Linked DNA regions of Mus musculus: region 2 is linked to region 1. A link is a contact called in public ChIA-PET data. All regions are on one chromosome and are shown on one strand. The core of a region is the stretch at or near the end of the contact, and the rest is flanking DNA. Distances in the headings are between cores, read along the strand shown.

Region 1 (3,130 bases), core at 264-2,763:
CACACACACACACACGCGCACACACACACACACACACACACACACACACACACGGCACACATGCACCCCTCCTCTGACTACTCTCACTCCACATCTTATTTCTCTCTGACCCGTGCTAATCTTCAGTCTTCCTGAAAACTCTCATTCTCATCCTCATCTCTTTGTTTTGTCGTGTGACTTCCTTAGGTAGGGTTTCTATTGCTGAGATGACTCTATGACCACGACAACTTTTATAAAGGAAAGCATTTCATTGGGGCTGGTCTGCAGTTCATCGTGGTGGGAAGTGTGGCAGTGCACAGGCAGACACGGTACTGGACAGGCTTCTAAGAGTTCTAAATGTGGATTAGGAGGCAATAGGAGGAGAGAGAACAACACTGTGCCTGGCTTGAGCATTTGAACCTTAAAGCCCACCCCTAGTGACACACTTCCTTCAGCAAGGCCACACCTAGCTGGTACCTCATGGGGAAGGAATGCCTCAGCATAGGCCCACAGAGGTGGCCCCTTCCCCCACACCATACTGCACCTCCACCAAACATATCCCTGGCTTCTTTTTCTTTTTATAACACACAACATTGGTGCCATGACAAGAACCCCTTTTTGCTGGTGGGTACACATGAAAGACAGATTCAAAGATTTTTCCAGGTGTCCAGAGTTATCAGCCGGCAGACACATGACTGACCATTGACAGAGCAGCTTTACGCAGGTCCAGGGCCAAGAACTGCTGTAGCTTTTGTGCGTGTGTGACTTCACGGGCTGTGTCAGGTTCAGCAGAGGGCATCTGCAGGCCTCTCCCATCCCATCCTCTCTACCTTCTTCTCTCAGTGTTCTCTGAGCCTTTGCTCAGGGCTGGACCTGGACCTGGACCCTCACTTACTCTCAGCACCTTGGGCAGCCATGGCAAGTGCTTCATGTTTTCTAAGGCAATTTCTTCAGCAGAAGAGAACATGGTAGCCAGCATGACTGAAGACTGTGCAGATGGAGAGGGACAGAAACGAATCTGTGAGCCTCAGTTTTTCTGTTTGTCCAAGTCGAAGGTTGGTTCAAGTCTCAACACAACTCAGGTCTTGTTCTATAGCAAACGCCCTAAGGGCTGAAGTTTGTCATCCTCGGTAGGGAAGAGCCCAGAGGAAATGATGCTGTGTAGCTACAGAACTAGGCCCACCCCTTGAGGGATTTGCTGGGGATGCAGCTTACTGTCAGGAAGACTCTGAGACTCGGGAATCCAGGATGCTTTAGTGTTTGCTTGTTTGTTTTAGTTGACTCCTGCCCCCCGTCCCCCCTTTGTCTGTCCCAGGGCAGCAAGCTGGGGGCAGCCCTGTCAGCTGATGGCGGTGTGGACATAACCTCAGACCTGGCTAATTTAGATCTGCTTTGTACAAACACAGACACTTGGGTTTATTTTCTCACTTCACCACGTGAGAATCTAAGGACTGCGGCGGCTGGAATGCACTGTGGTGGGTTGGGCCAAGCCTGGCATTGAGGAAGCTGTCAAGAGAAAACCTGGGCGTCGTCTTTCAGCCACTTCCTACTTGATACAGTGGTGAGCTGATAGCATGTTCCTGCGACTGCCCTAGGGAGTGTCTTATGTCCTCCAAACTGTATGTATGTATGTATGTATGTATGTATGTATGTATGTATGTATGTGTTGAATTAATTTACTAATTAATAAATCCTGGCACAAGTTACTTCCTACCTTAGCGGTTTATGCTACTGAATAAACACACACACACACACACACACACACACACACACACACACACACACACAGCCTTTATATTTTAATATGCCCTAAGCAGCACAATAGCTGGGTGGACTGCCTAGCTTCCATGCTGCTAGAATCTACCTCTCACAATAACTCTTTTTTTTTTTCTTTTTTCTTTTTTGGTTTTTCGAGACAGGGTTTCTCTGTGTAGCCCTGGCTGTCCTGGAACTCACTTTGTAGACCAGGCTGGCCTCGAACTCAGAAATCCGCCTGCCTCTGCTTCCCAAGTGCTGGGATTAAAGGCGTGCGCCACCACTCCCGGCTTCCACCGATAATTCTTTTAACTGCTATGCTCCATCTTGGCCTCCGGACCCATTTGTGGTGCCCTCTGGGCTGCCCTTTCTTGGCTTAGACCCTGGGGGCTCTCCTTGCTTCTCTACCCCATGGTGGCCTCTGTCTCTCCTTTCTCCACACTTTGCTCAAGCAGGGCAGGTCTCCTCTTCTCCTTCCCCTGCTCCCAAGCCTGGGACTCCTAAAAGCCCGCCTTTGTCTGTCCTCCCCAACTGTTGGCTGCCGGCATCTTTATTAACTAATCATAATCAACTGGGGGCATGTTCCCAGAAGCTAGAAGCTAAGTGCAGACCCTTGCGTATAAACAGTTTTGGGGGACATAATCATTCGTAATACAAGCAGCTGCATGTGTGTTCATCTATCTACCTATCATCTATATATCTCTATCCTAGAGTAAATTATATACTGGATTTTAGACAGCTGCTTTGTGTACCCCTGATTGTCCTGGAATTTACTCTGTAGTCCAGGCTGGTCTCGAACTCAGAGATCCACCTGCCTCTCCTCCCCAGTGCTGGGATTAAAGGAGTATGGCACCAATACTCTCTATTCCTTCCTCGGTGTTTCCCTGTCTTAGGAAACAATGCAACAGTGCTCGCTGAATGCGTGGAGCCATAGGCTTTCAGAGACAAGAAGCTCTGACAAGACAATTGACTCCAAAGAGCTTACAGAGCTGTGGTTAACTCCTGTTGAGTCCTTCTTGAAATTTTGGATTCTTAAAGTTGGTCTTTTTGCCATAATGGGCAACACAGCCCCAATCTATGGGAGACTGCAGGACATCGTGCCTTGTACATCCTCAAGGTTTATCTTGGAGAGGTGGGGTTGGGCTGCAGATAGAGGTCAGTTTGCCCAGCACCTGAGGCCTTGAGTTCAGTCCCTGACACCCAGAGTGAGGCTCAGATGACAAAATATCATGGGCATAAATGACCCAAGAGGCCACAAGACCAAGAAACTTTCTTTTGCTCTATTTTAGTAAGTGTATGTTTAAAGAGAGTTGAGCGACAAGCTAAACTGCTACATGCTCCTCCTCCATACAAAGTTAGATTTAATTGGAATTGACGATATTGACAAAGCCCACTG
Region 2 (3,130 bases), core at 291-2,790, 380 kb after region 1:
ACACACACACACACACACAGAGGGGAGGGGAGGAGAGGGCAGGGGAGGGGAGGGCAGGGGAGGGGAGGGGAGGGGAGGGGAGGAGAGGAGAGGAGAGGAGAGGAGAGGAGAGGAGAGGAGAGGAGAGGAGAGGAGAGGAGAGGAGAGGAGAGGAGAGGAGAGGAGAGAGACTGAGACTGTGGGAAACAGAATGGCTATGGCAGAGGATTGAGGTAAGTTTTGCCAAGATAAAGTCTCTGACTGCTAGACACACAGACAGACAGACAGCCCCTTAGCCAAGTACTTCCCTTGAAGGCTAAACAGACAGGCACCACCCCCACCCCCACCCCCAGCAAAGTGCTTGTCTTTAAAGAATAAAGATCTGAGTTTGAGCCCCCAACCCATGTATATAAGTTGGACATGTGATATGTGCTTCCGGGGAAGCTGAGACAGGAGGATTCCTGGGACTTACTCTCAAGCAAGCTTAGCCTACTTGGTGTTGTGTAGGCCTGTGAGAGACCCCATGTCAAAAAGCAAAACAAAGTGGATGGTGCCAGAGGAAGGATACTGGAGGGAGGTTGCTTGTTTGAATATCCCTCCCTCCCTTCCTCCCTCCCTCCCTTCCTCCCTCTCTCCCTTCCTCCCTCTTTCCCTCCCTCCCTTCCTTCCTTTATGCCAGGAGTTAAAGAGCAAACATGTTTCATAGTTCAGGTTTTAGAGATACAATTTGCAAAACACAAAGTGTGGACACTTTGCCCCTTCTTAGAATTGGAAACAATCACCCATGGAAGGAGTTACAGAGACAAAATTTGGAGCTGAGACAAAAGGATAGACCATCTAGAGACTGCCATATCCAGGGATCCATCCCATAATTAGCCTCCAAAAGATGACACCATTGCATACACTAGCAAGCATTGGCTGAAAGGACCCTGATATAGCTGTCTCTTGTGAGACTAGGCCGGGGCCTAGCAAACACATAAGTGGATGCTCACAGTCAGCTATTGGATGGAGCACAGGGCCCCCAATGGAGGAGCTAGAAAATGTACCCAAGGAGCTAAAGGGATCTGCAACCCTATAGGTGCAACAACATTATGAACTAACCAGTACCCCTGAGCTCTTGACTCTAGCTGCATATGTATCAAAAGATGGCCTAGTCGGCCATCACAGGAAAGAGAGGCCCATTGGACACACAAACTTAATATGCCCCAGTACAGGGGAACGCCAGGGCCAAAAAATGGGAATGGGTGGGTAGGGAACTGGGGGGGAGGGTATGAGGGACTTTTGGGATAGCATTCTAAATGTAATTGAGGAAAATACATAATAATAAAAAATATTAAATAAAAAAAAAAGAAATGCAGCAGAGTCCCAAGTCCCCTTGACCACAGAGGCTCGTAGGACTGGGTGCTAGCGCAGAGGCCCTCTGTACCCCTCCCCCACCTCCGATGACTCCCTGCTCCAAAAGCACAGCAAAGTCACTTTCAAAATCATCTTGAAAGGCTCTCGCTCTCCTTGTGCGTCAAGACCGCAGTGATCTTTGTTCTGAAACTAACAAGGGAGAGAACAAGCTATCCGGTAACCATCCTCAGCACCAGCGACATGCCTGCCGAGCCCACAAAGCTCAGAGTGTGGCTTCACAGGGGTCTGACCTCCAGAGGCCCCCAGCAGTGGGACAGAGAGCAGGTGGCAGAAGACCTTAACTTTGAAGGCCAGTTCAAAGAAGAACCACAGAGCCCCCGGGCTCTGAAGGCCGTGCTAGGGGAATAGATATTTGGCCTTTCAAGATTTCTGTGTGGGACTTCAAGTTGCAGCTTTCATTTGAGCCCAAGGCCTTCTGAGAGAGGATCACATGCCGAACGGGTGAGGCAGGGTGGGTGTCATCTGAGAGACTGTCCCCTTTACATCTGAAACAGAGGAAGTGAGCAAAGTTTTCAAAATGATTTTCTGGGTGGTAACTATTTAAAAGAGAAACTCATATTTTATTTGATCTTACCTTTTTTTCCTTCTGGTAACACTAGTCATAAGAAATCCTGTGAATGAGAGGGGATTGGGCTGGCCATGGTTACACCTGTATTAACTTACAATTACATATGCATTTATTAAATTACAGTTACATAGGCATTAATTAACTCATAGTCACTCACGCTATGTATGCTTTTACATAATGATGTAGATTAGGATAAATTACAATTAAGCTTCCAAATACAGCAAGGTTATGTTTTCCTCAAATACTAATATTTAAAGAACCTCTATTTAATATTTGAAGAACCTCCATTTAAGATCAGTGGATGTTCTTCAAGTATGTGGGCAGGTTTCACATGTGTTTACATGTATGTGTGTATGTGTGTGTGTGCATGTGTGTGTGTGTGTGTGTGTACTAGGTACTAGAGTGGTGCTTTGAGATATGTCAATTTCAAAAGTTTCATGTGACATATAATCTGTTTATAATCTCATGGAGCAGAGCATTAGGGACAGATAGACAGAGCAAGCTGGCTAGCCAGATGAGCATGCATACCCCTACTTGACATGCAAACATGGATACACTTACACACACACACACACACACACACACACACACACACACACACACACAAATATACACAAATTGCCTTTGGTAGCTGTTCCTCTATAAGCCTCTAAAACTGTGTCCAGATCTAGCTAACTGGAGCATGGAAGGCGAGTTTAAGCTAAGAGGAAGGCTAGGAAAATCCTAGCAGGAGGACAGAGGGGAAATACCAGTAGCGAGGGAAGAGGTGCTTCTCTGTGTTTAGTAATGGGGAGCTCCCCCAGCTAAAGCTTTGCTCCTTGTTAAAGTGTTTCATTAGTTTCTTAATTAACCCATTAATCATTAATCAGTTCACTAATTAGCAAACATTTATTGAATATTTATTGTGGACCCGGAACTCTGCTTGGTATGGAGGATATGTTAATAGTGAAGATGAGTTCGGAGCTGGCAGAGGGATCCAGCCCCGAGCATCCAACAGCAAACGGTACCGTGCGCTGCTTATGTTCTGTGTACGCCTTTAAGAGCCCAGGGTACGGCTATGAATGAAGAAGATAAAGATAAACCTTTGCCTTCAAGGTTAGTGATAGATAAGGGGCCTTAATAAAACCAGAAATACCCAACAAGGGCGAGGGTAGTGTCGATGCCTTG

The links. ChIA-PET counts read pairs in DNA pulled down with a chosen protein or histone mark.
Region 2: an RNA polymerase II ChIA-PET map of memory CD8 T cells shows a contact between it and region 1, with 5 read pairs. The contact joins two enhancer-like sites. A contact is called at or near these places in 3 of 115 datasets of contacts at active chromatin or transcription factors (CD8 T cells, large pre-B cells and memory CD8 T cells) and 1 of 9 other capture datasets (embryonic stem cells).

Annotation. Positions count from the first base shown.
Region 1 is chr6:144,915,619-144,918,748 of GRCm38.p6, reverse strand. No RefSeq gene overlaps it. Among named protein-coding and RNA genes, the nearest start is that of Gm32124, 19 kb to the right of the region's middle. Within about 2 kb of position 1,513, at least 52 of the 459 cell types and tissues checked have an H3K27ac peak or open chromatin away from gene starts, as enhancers often do. A contact at or near this core is called in memory CD8 T cells, where this site is marked.
Region 2 is chr6:144,539,896-144,543,025 of GRCm38.p6, reverse strand. It overlaps a transcript of Sox5 not described here. Among named protein-coding and RNA genes, the nearest start is that of Sox5os3, 130 kb to the left of the region's middle. Within about 2 kb of position 1,540, at least 20 of the 459 cell types and tissues checked have an H3K27ac peak or open chromatin away from gene starts, as enhancers often do. A contact at or near this core is called in memory CD8 T cells, where this site is marked.